Regions from separate parts of the Ovis aries genome. Here region 1 is linked to region 2. The links are chromatin contacts, called in public Hi-C maps. All regions are on one chromosome and are shown on one strand. Each heading gives the region's core, a stretch centred on a gene start, on an enhancer-like site or on the middle of the called end of the contact. The rest is flanking DNA. Distances are from core to core; before and after follow the strand shown.

Region 1 (3,979 bases), core at 531-3,030, 81 kb after region 2:
GGAGACTTTTGTTCATTTCTTTCCCAAAAGCCCAGAACAGGGTGTCTGGCACATGATGAAAACTTAAGTAACTGCTAACTGGATAAATTACTGACCTTACACTGTTCTGTGTAGGGAAGAGACTAGAGCAGGAAAGTAGGTCTTGGGAGTTTGGCAAAAGGTGGCCTGGAAGGGCCACTGAGGGGTACAAATGAGACCCAACTGAGAGGTAGTGAACGAAGCAGATCAGTCACTGCCCTGTCTCTACTGCTTATACTCAGAGGCCTGGGAAATGCGAATTCCAGTGTGTTAGGTTTAGAGGTTGACTTATTCTAACCATCTGAACAAATTACAAATGTTTTGGGAAAAGCTGGAAATCTCTGACTGCCGGGGTCCAGCCCCAGTGGATCCAGGGAATTTGAAGGGTGGACGGCGTCGGCATGGAAAGACTTGTTTATTTATTAATGAAAGATTAGATTAAGAAACTATAGTGTAGTAAGATTAAGTGGAGGAAGAGGGCTGAATAGCTTGGTTTACGCGGAAGGCCAATAAAATTCCAGACAAGGAATTTGCACCATCTACGTTGGGCCACCGGTGCCCGCTTGAATATCTAAGGGTGCCTCGCCTTAAGCTCCCTTTCTCGCGGGTCTTAACAGCCGGGGCAAGTAAGTAGACCTGGTGAGCCTCCGCGCTCCAGGTGGAAATTCAACCCGAAATTAAAGTAAAGAGCAGAGAGAGGGAAAGAGAGAGGAGAAGAAAGAGAGAGAGAGACACGGGGGGAGCCAGAGTGCCAAGAAACCAGGCCGGGAGACTAGTTAGAGAAGCTGGTCCAAGAAGCTGGCCCCGGGCCCCAGAAGCTGGCCCCGGGCCCCCGGTCCCTGGCCCCAGGAAGCTGGCCCCATCCTTTATTGTTCAGAAGGCCTTTTATACTTTTGATAAAACACAGAGATCAATGGGTAACACAAGATTATGTAGTGTTCGCAGCTCAGGCTCTTTCTATACATCATTTGGTATACAAAAGGTCTCAGGTGATTTACATTATCTTCTGGCCAAGAGGCTTGTTAACACTTTTTGGCTCTCTTCCTTAATGAATGTTAATCTTGTTTCCCCTGAAGTGTTTTTTCTTTAATCTACATCTCCTTAAAGCATTAACATTAAAGTTACATCTCTATAGAACAAAGGTGCAGTGGGATATAACAAAGAAGGTACTTAACTCAAAGATCTAATGTTGCTAACACAAGGTCTACTACTTGTTTTTCTAACTATATCTACAACTAAAGGATGTGAAAATTTGGCAGCAAATATTGATTCAACAAATGAAACCTTTAATCAGTCCTATTCTAAAGATTTTGACTCCTCGGAAGCTCCTACATTCCTAGGATGTTTTAAGCTTCCTGTGCCTCCTGCGGTCAGGAGGCCTCAAACAATCACACGCGCAGCTGTAGGAGTCCTGCAGGCAGGCTAGAAAGCCATCAGAGGGTTTTTTGGATTGAAACACTCTTTTAAATGCAGAAGACTAAAGCCCTGAATTGACTTTTTCCAGCAAATATCAGAAGAGTGGAAAAGCAGAGCACAAAAGCCGGCAGATTTTTGTTGGGGTACATGCTTAGGAATTTCCAGAGGGGTCCCTGAAGTCTGAGCACGCCTTGCGTATGTCAGCTTCCTTCCTCATGACCTTGTCACGGGCGGGATTCCTCACACTGGCTCCCGGCATCTGACTATCCATCTTGGATAAGTGATCAAAGGCAGCAGGGAGCCATGGTTTTTCATCTCCGGGAGAACAGACTTTGGAGCTTAGACTTCAGGACACACTCAATGGCATCCTTCTGTCCCCTGGTGGCAGCACAGCTAAACTGCACAGGGAGACAGATGCCTTGAAGAAAAAGAAAAGGCAAAACAAAGATGTCAAGCAAAGGTTGCCGCTTTCAAAGCCTGTGCCCACCAGAAGTATGTGCACATGGGTGTGTTTGCCTGGGAGAAAGATCTCTAAGTGTTTATCCTTTCTGAAATCTGATCATGCTTCCTTACTCAGGTGACTCCAGCATCCCAGGGGACTAGTTTTCACAAAATACATTACCTCAAACAGCTAGGTTTGGACATAAAACACACCCCTTAATCCAGGCCCTGGACAACCTCCTCTCATAACCATCTGCCAAACATGTTTGTAGAGAGGATTTCTCTTGTGGCTGGGAGGTTGACAAAGGCAACCTCAAAGTTCCCTCCAGCTCTAGGCTTCAATGACTTCACAGTGAGCCCTTGTCACTTCATTCCTTTGACTGGAGTGGGAGTCTGGCCAGCCCTAAGCTTCCTGCTTCAGACTCTCACTTGCTGGAGGCATCTGCATTCCCCTTGAAATCGTCGCTGCTTGCATCTTACTTCTGCCTAGCAACATGCTCCTTTTTACAATTTTTAAAATTTTTTGGCCACACCATGTGGCATTTGGGATCCTAGTTCCCTGACCAGGAATGGAACCCACACCCCCTGCGGTAGAAGCAGAGTCTTAACCACTGGACTGTCAGGGAAGTCCCTAAGCAACACATTTCTTATTCTTGATTTTGTGTAACTAGAGAACGTATCTTTAAACTGTGTTGTGAATGTAGTGGGCTCCCAAAGTTAGCGGTTCTCTCTAACATGCATATGGATCGCCAGAAGAGAATGTTGTAAATGGAGAATTTCAATTCTTCCCCATGTCACTCTCTACCTCTGATTCAGCACATCAAGCAGGGAGCCTGGGTATTTTCCTTTTAGCTGTCACTTCCAGTCTTTCCACTGTAGGTGGTCTATGGACGACCTTTGGGAGATACTGGAAAAAATGGTAACAAGAGAACAGAGTTCTAAGGCCCCTCCTCTGACACTGCCCTGAACCATTAAAAGGAAAGCATCAAGCAGTTTGTAAATATCATACGTAGAATTGGATTTTCTCAGAAGATATGTCCTGTAGGCTGACGTGGAGAAGAATATGATCCAGTGTTGCCAAGGCTACTGGCCTCAGCCGCTGATCACTCTCCTGTCTTTCTGGCTTCTGGGTCATGGCCAGCTTTAAGCCAAACTTCCTGCTTGAACCTGCTCCCTTGCTTGGTGCCAGTCTTGGCTGGATTTTCTGTTTATCCCATCTTAATTCTGTAAAGTCCTATAACATACTATGAAGGGAAAAATTACCAGAGAAGCTTCTGGACAGATGCAAACAGTTGATTTAGCATCGAATATATATTAGATGAACAGACTGTTGCTTTGGATTTTTTATTCTGTGATACTAAAGGCCCTAACCTTCCCTCTTCACTTTATAGATGAATAAAGTACTGTTTAGAAAGATGAAATGATTACTTCAAGATCATGTAGGCAACTGGAGTTAGAGCCAAAACTAAAATGGAGGCTTGTTACTCCCAGTCAAGTGCCATTGTTGACTCTAGAGAGGCAAAGCTACAGGCCTTAATGAAGCTGATCCCAGTGAGTGGTGCTCTGTGCGACTTTTTTTTTTTTTTAATGTTAATCGTAACTCATTTTATTTTATTTTTGGCTGTGCTCAGTCTTCGTGGCTGCACAGTCTTTTTTCTAGTTGCAGCAAGCGGGGGCTCCTCTTCATTGGGGTGCACGGGCTCTCACTGCAGTGGCCTCTCCTGTGAAGCACAGTCTCTAGGCCATGTGCGCTTCAGTAGTCGTGGCTCACAGACTCCAGGGCACAGCCTCAGTAGTTATGGTGCATGGGCTTAGTTGCCCTGCAGCATCTGGGATCTTCCTGGATCAAGGATCAAACCTGTGTCCCTTGCATTGGCAGGCAGATTCTTAACCACTGAAATAATAGGGAAATCCACTCTATATGATTTTAGATACTTTAACAAACCTTATTCAGCTCAACCAGTGAGAAACCAAATCCCATGGCATCCTTAGATTTTCTCTCGTCTTGGCTCCCTAGACCTACCAGTCATGAGTTCCAGATAATTCAGGCTCCACTATATTTCTTACATTTACACATTTCCTTCCTACTTCCACAGCACTTGCT
Region 2 (3,713 bases), core at 1,122-3,621:
GAAGCTCCGAATCTCTCAACTGATTCCATATGTCCCTTCCCAGGCTGAGGTCCGGAGAAGGCAATAGCACCCCACTCCAGTACTCTTGCCTGGAAAATCCCATGGACAGAGGAGCCTAGAAGGCTGCAGTCCATGGGGTCGCTGAGGGTCGGACACGACTGAGCGACTTCCCTTTCACTTTTCACTTTCTCACATTGGAGAAGGAAATGGCAACCCACTCCAGTGTTTTTGCCTGGAGAATCCCAGGGATGGGGGAGCCTGGTGGGCTGCTATCTATAGGGTCGCACAGAGTCGGACACGACTGAAGCAACTTAGCAGCAGCAGCAGTGTATATATCAGTGCTACTTTTTCAGTTTGCCCCACCCTCTGCTTCTCCACCTGTGTCCACATGCCCGTTCTCTACGTCTGCATCTCTATTCCTGCCCTGCAACTAGGATCATCTGTACAGTTTTTTTAGATTTCACATATATGCGCTCATATACGATTTTTGTTGTTCTCTTTCTGACTTGCTTCACTCTGTATGACACACAGAGTTCATCTTCTTAACCTCTTCTCTCCCTCCATGAGGACCCTTCCCCTCTGCATGCTCCCCACTTCTCTTCTTGAGAGGTATAAAGACAAAGAGCTCTAAGAAAATATTCTTTTGACATGAGAGGCCCAGGATGTCTCACTACCAAAAGACTTTGCAGAAAGAGCTGAAGTACAATATTTTAAAAGTAAATGTGTGTGCCAGAAGACCATTCAGTTGGGTTAGCTATCAATCATTAAGCCTCCTACTCCCAACAGAATTGAATCCGTCTCTGTGGAGTCCAAGTCCTTGCTTCAGGCTCTTTTGAATTCTAAACACTTCCATTAACCTAGTTTGATTTATTGTGAAATGCTTCCACCCTCACTCCTTAGCCTTACTCACTACTGCCTTTTAATTCCTTCTGTCCATTACCTATACCTGCACTATGTACAGCATGGCCTAGTGAGATTATATATTGTTTCCTTTAAACCACACACATACACATTTTTGTCTTGAGATGAGAACTCAGGATTCGCTTTGTTTTTTGTTGATGTATATTTTTAGTTGTACTCAATCTTTGTTGCTGTGTGGGCTTTCTCTAGTTGCAGTGAGCAGGGGCTACTCTTCGTTGCAATGCACAGGCTTCTCTTTGCAGTGGCTTCTCTTGTTACAGAGCACAAGCTCTAGGCACATAGGCTTCAGTAGTTGTGGCCCACAGGCTTAGTTGATCCACAGTGTGTGGGATCTTCTCAGACCAGGAATCAAACCCATATCCCCTGCATTGGCAGGCAGAATCTTATCCACTGTACCACCAGGGAAGTCCTATATATTGTTTTCTGATTGTGTCCTCTGTGTATATTTTATTTCCCCAAACTGACTGTGAACTCCTGGAGGGCAGAGACTGTACAGATGGCAGAGACTGTATCAGACTCACAGCCCCCACAGTGTTAGCACAGTAGGGTGCACAGAGAAGGGGCTCAGTCAATATTTGTGGATTGATTCCCTTGGGGAAAAAATAAATGATCTCTGTTTGCTTACTTTTCAAATCTTTGAAACTTAAATTCAGTCTCTGGCTTCCTTTATTTGTCAAATATACACTGGGCTCTGTGCTAAACTGCGTAGGTTGAAACTTTAGTACTGCCAGTTCCTAGCTTTGGGCTAGGTGCATTCACCCTCTGTGCCTCAGTTTCCACAAATGTAAAATGGGGATATAATTGTGTTATCTCACAAGATTGGTGTGAGGAGTATAAATGGGATAATATACACTGAAGAATTAGACTAGTGCCTGGCATGTTGTAAGCATTCAATAAATTCCAGCTATAAAAAATGGATGCACGTTTACCTTATAATCCCACTTCTCCTACCCTCTAGCTTGAATACCCCAAGCACACATTTACATGCACATGACAAAACATAATATTTAAAATATTTTAAATTTTCTATCCATTCACCCATTTCCTCACATTTTTCAAACACTGTTTGTTATGTCATTTCCCAAGAAACCCCTTGATGGTCAGGCTTTCCAGATGGCGCTAGCGATAAAAACAAAACAAAACAAAACAAATCCCTCCTGCCAGTGCAGGAGACATAAGACACCCAGATTCGATCCCTGGATTGGGAAGGTCCCCTGGAGGAAGGCATGGCAACACACTCCAGAATTCTTGCCTGGAGAATTCCATGGACAGAGGCGCCTGACAGGCTACAGTCCATGGGGTCACAAAGAGTTGGCTACAAATGAAGCAACTTCATAGGCACTTCAATGGTCACATGATCCTGGCCACCAGGTGGCGGTGTTGTTCAGTCGGGTGCAGTATGTTAGCAGTTGCCTTACACTAGGGCTTGGCCTGAACTTCCACTGCTGTTTCAGAAATAGCACAAGTTACTTTTCTTGTCCTGTGACTAGCTGTTTTTTCCTTCTGCTTCTGTTCCTATCTACTTCTTGACTCACCTCCATTACACATTTCACCACCTCCTCAAATGACCCACCTCCATTACATATCTAACCACCTCCTCAAATATGCACTGTGTAACTGTGGCCTCATAGAAATCTGATTGAAATTTCCATACCACCCAGCAAGGTGTTGACCAGAAATGAAAAAAGTGAAAGTGTTAGTCGCTCAGTCATGTCCAACTCTTTGTGACCCCGTGGCCTGTAGCCCGCCAGGCTCCTCTGTCCATGGGATTATCCAGGCAACAATACTGGGATGGATATAATGTTTTTTTAAAAGAGCCACCTTGAACATTCTGGAAATTAAAGGTTAAATCACTAAATACCTGCAGTAAATCACTAACAGGGCAGAAAAGGCAAATGCCCCGCTGGTCTCTCCATGCCAATCTCCCCCCTCCTCTGCACTCCAAGCCCACAGCTGGGCCATGGGGACCAATCCTCACATTCAGTGGCCACCCGGACACTCTCCGTGGCTTCAGAGTCCTTCCCAGGATGACTTTCCTTGAAGCTTCCGGTAACCAACAGGCCAACAAGCCAAACCCGTGTTTGCCAGATAGAGCAAGCTTGTGGGTTCAGGTGCAGTGTATGTGCAGTTCCCAAGCCCCACACCTGCATTCAGCTGCTTCCCAGAACCACCGCCTAGGCCCCTGCACCATTTCCTCCTCCCTAGTATGATGGCAATAGCCAGGCATCTAGTAACAGCTGCCGCCTCCAGTGAGCCCGTCCTGTGTGCTCAGTGATTCACAGGCGTTAACTCACTTCGCCTTCAGAACAGAGCTGAACTGTGGTGGTGACACTTGTGGACACTATGGCTGAGGTTCAAAAATCAAAGTCACGCAGCCCAGAAATGGAAGAGCTGGGGTTGAGTCCAGGTCACTGACTTGAAAACCTTCCCTCTTACCCACCCACTCCCTGGAGGTCCCATAGGACATCACATGTTCTTGCTTCAGCAGCTAAAAGTGGAACAAGGCCGCCACCCTCACACCCACCCCACACCCACAATTCCCAGCTGTCCCTCCCCCTCCCTACCCACAGCTCACAACTCTGCAGAAAAATCAGATCTGGCAACTCGACCTGCCACTTTAGAAAGGCTGTGGTCTGTGGTCTTTCCCTCTGGGGCCCTGGTACCAGTGAGCTAGGAAGGTGCCCTGTGATACCCAGATGGGCAGGGCGGCCTTGTGGCAACGATAGTTGGGCACATGGAGAGGGAGCAGACACTGTCTGCAGGGCTGAAGAAAGGTCCTGAATTTGGGAAGA

What was found. A called contact is a pair of places that touch in the nucleus more often than the background predicts.
Region 1: a Hi-C map of retroperitoneal adipose tissue shows a contact between it and region 2, with 3 times the contacts expected there. The contact joins two enhancer-like sites. A contact is called at or near these places in 10 of 16 Hi-C or Micro-C datasets (blood, hypothalamus, liver and 5 more).

The regions. Positions count from the first base shown.
Region 1 is chrX:37,175,446-37,179,424 of ARS-UI_Ramb_v3.0, forward strand. The region is part of intron 3 of LOC121818383 (a long non-coding RNA gene); the gene reads left to right. Among named protein-coding and RNA genes, the nearest start is that of DYNLT3, 21 kb to the right of the region's middle. Within about 2 kb of position 1,781, at least 1 of the 54 cell types and tissues checked has an H3K27ac peak or open chromatin away from gene starts, as enhancers often do.
Region 2 is chrX:37,094,045-37,097,757 of ARS-UI_Ramb_v3.0, forward strand. No RefSeq gene overlaps it. Among named protein-coding and RNA genes, the nearest start is that of CYBB, 19 kb to the right of the region's middle. Within about 2 kb of position 2,372, at least 8 of the 54 cell types and tissues checked have an H3K27ac peak or open chromatin away from gene starts, as enhancers often do.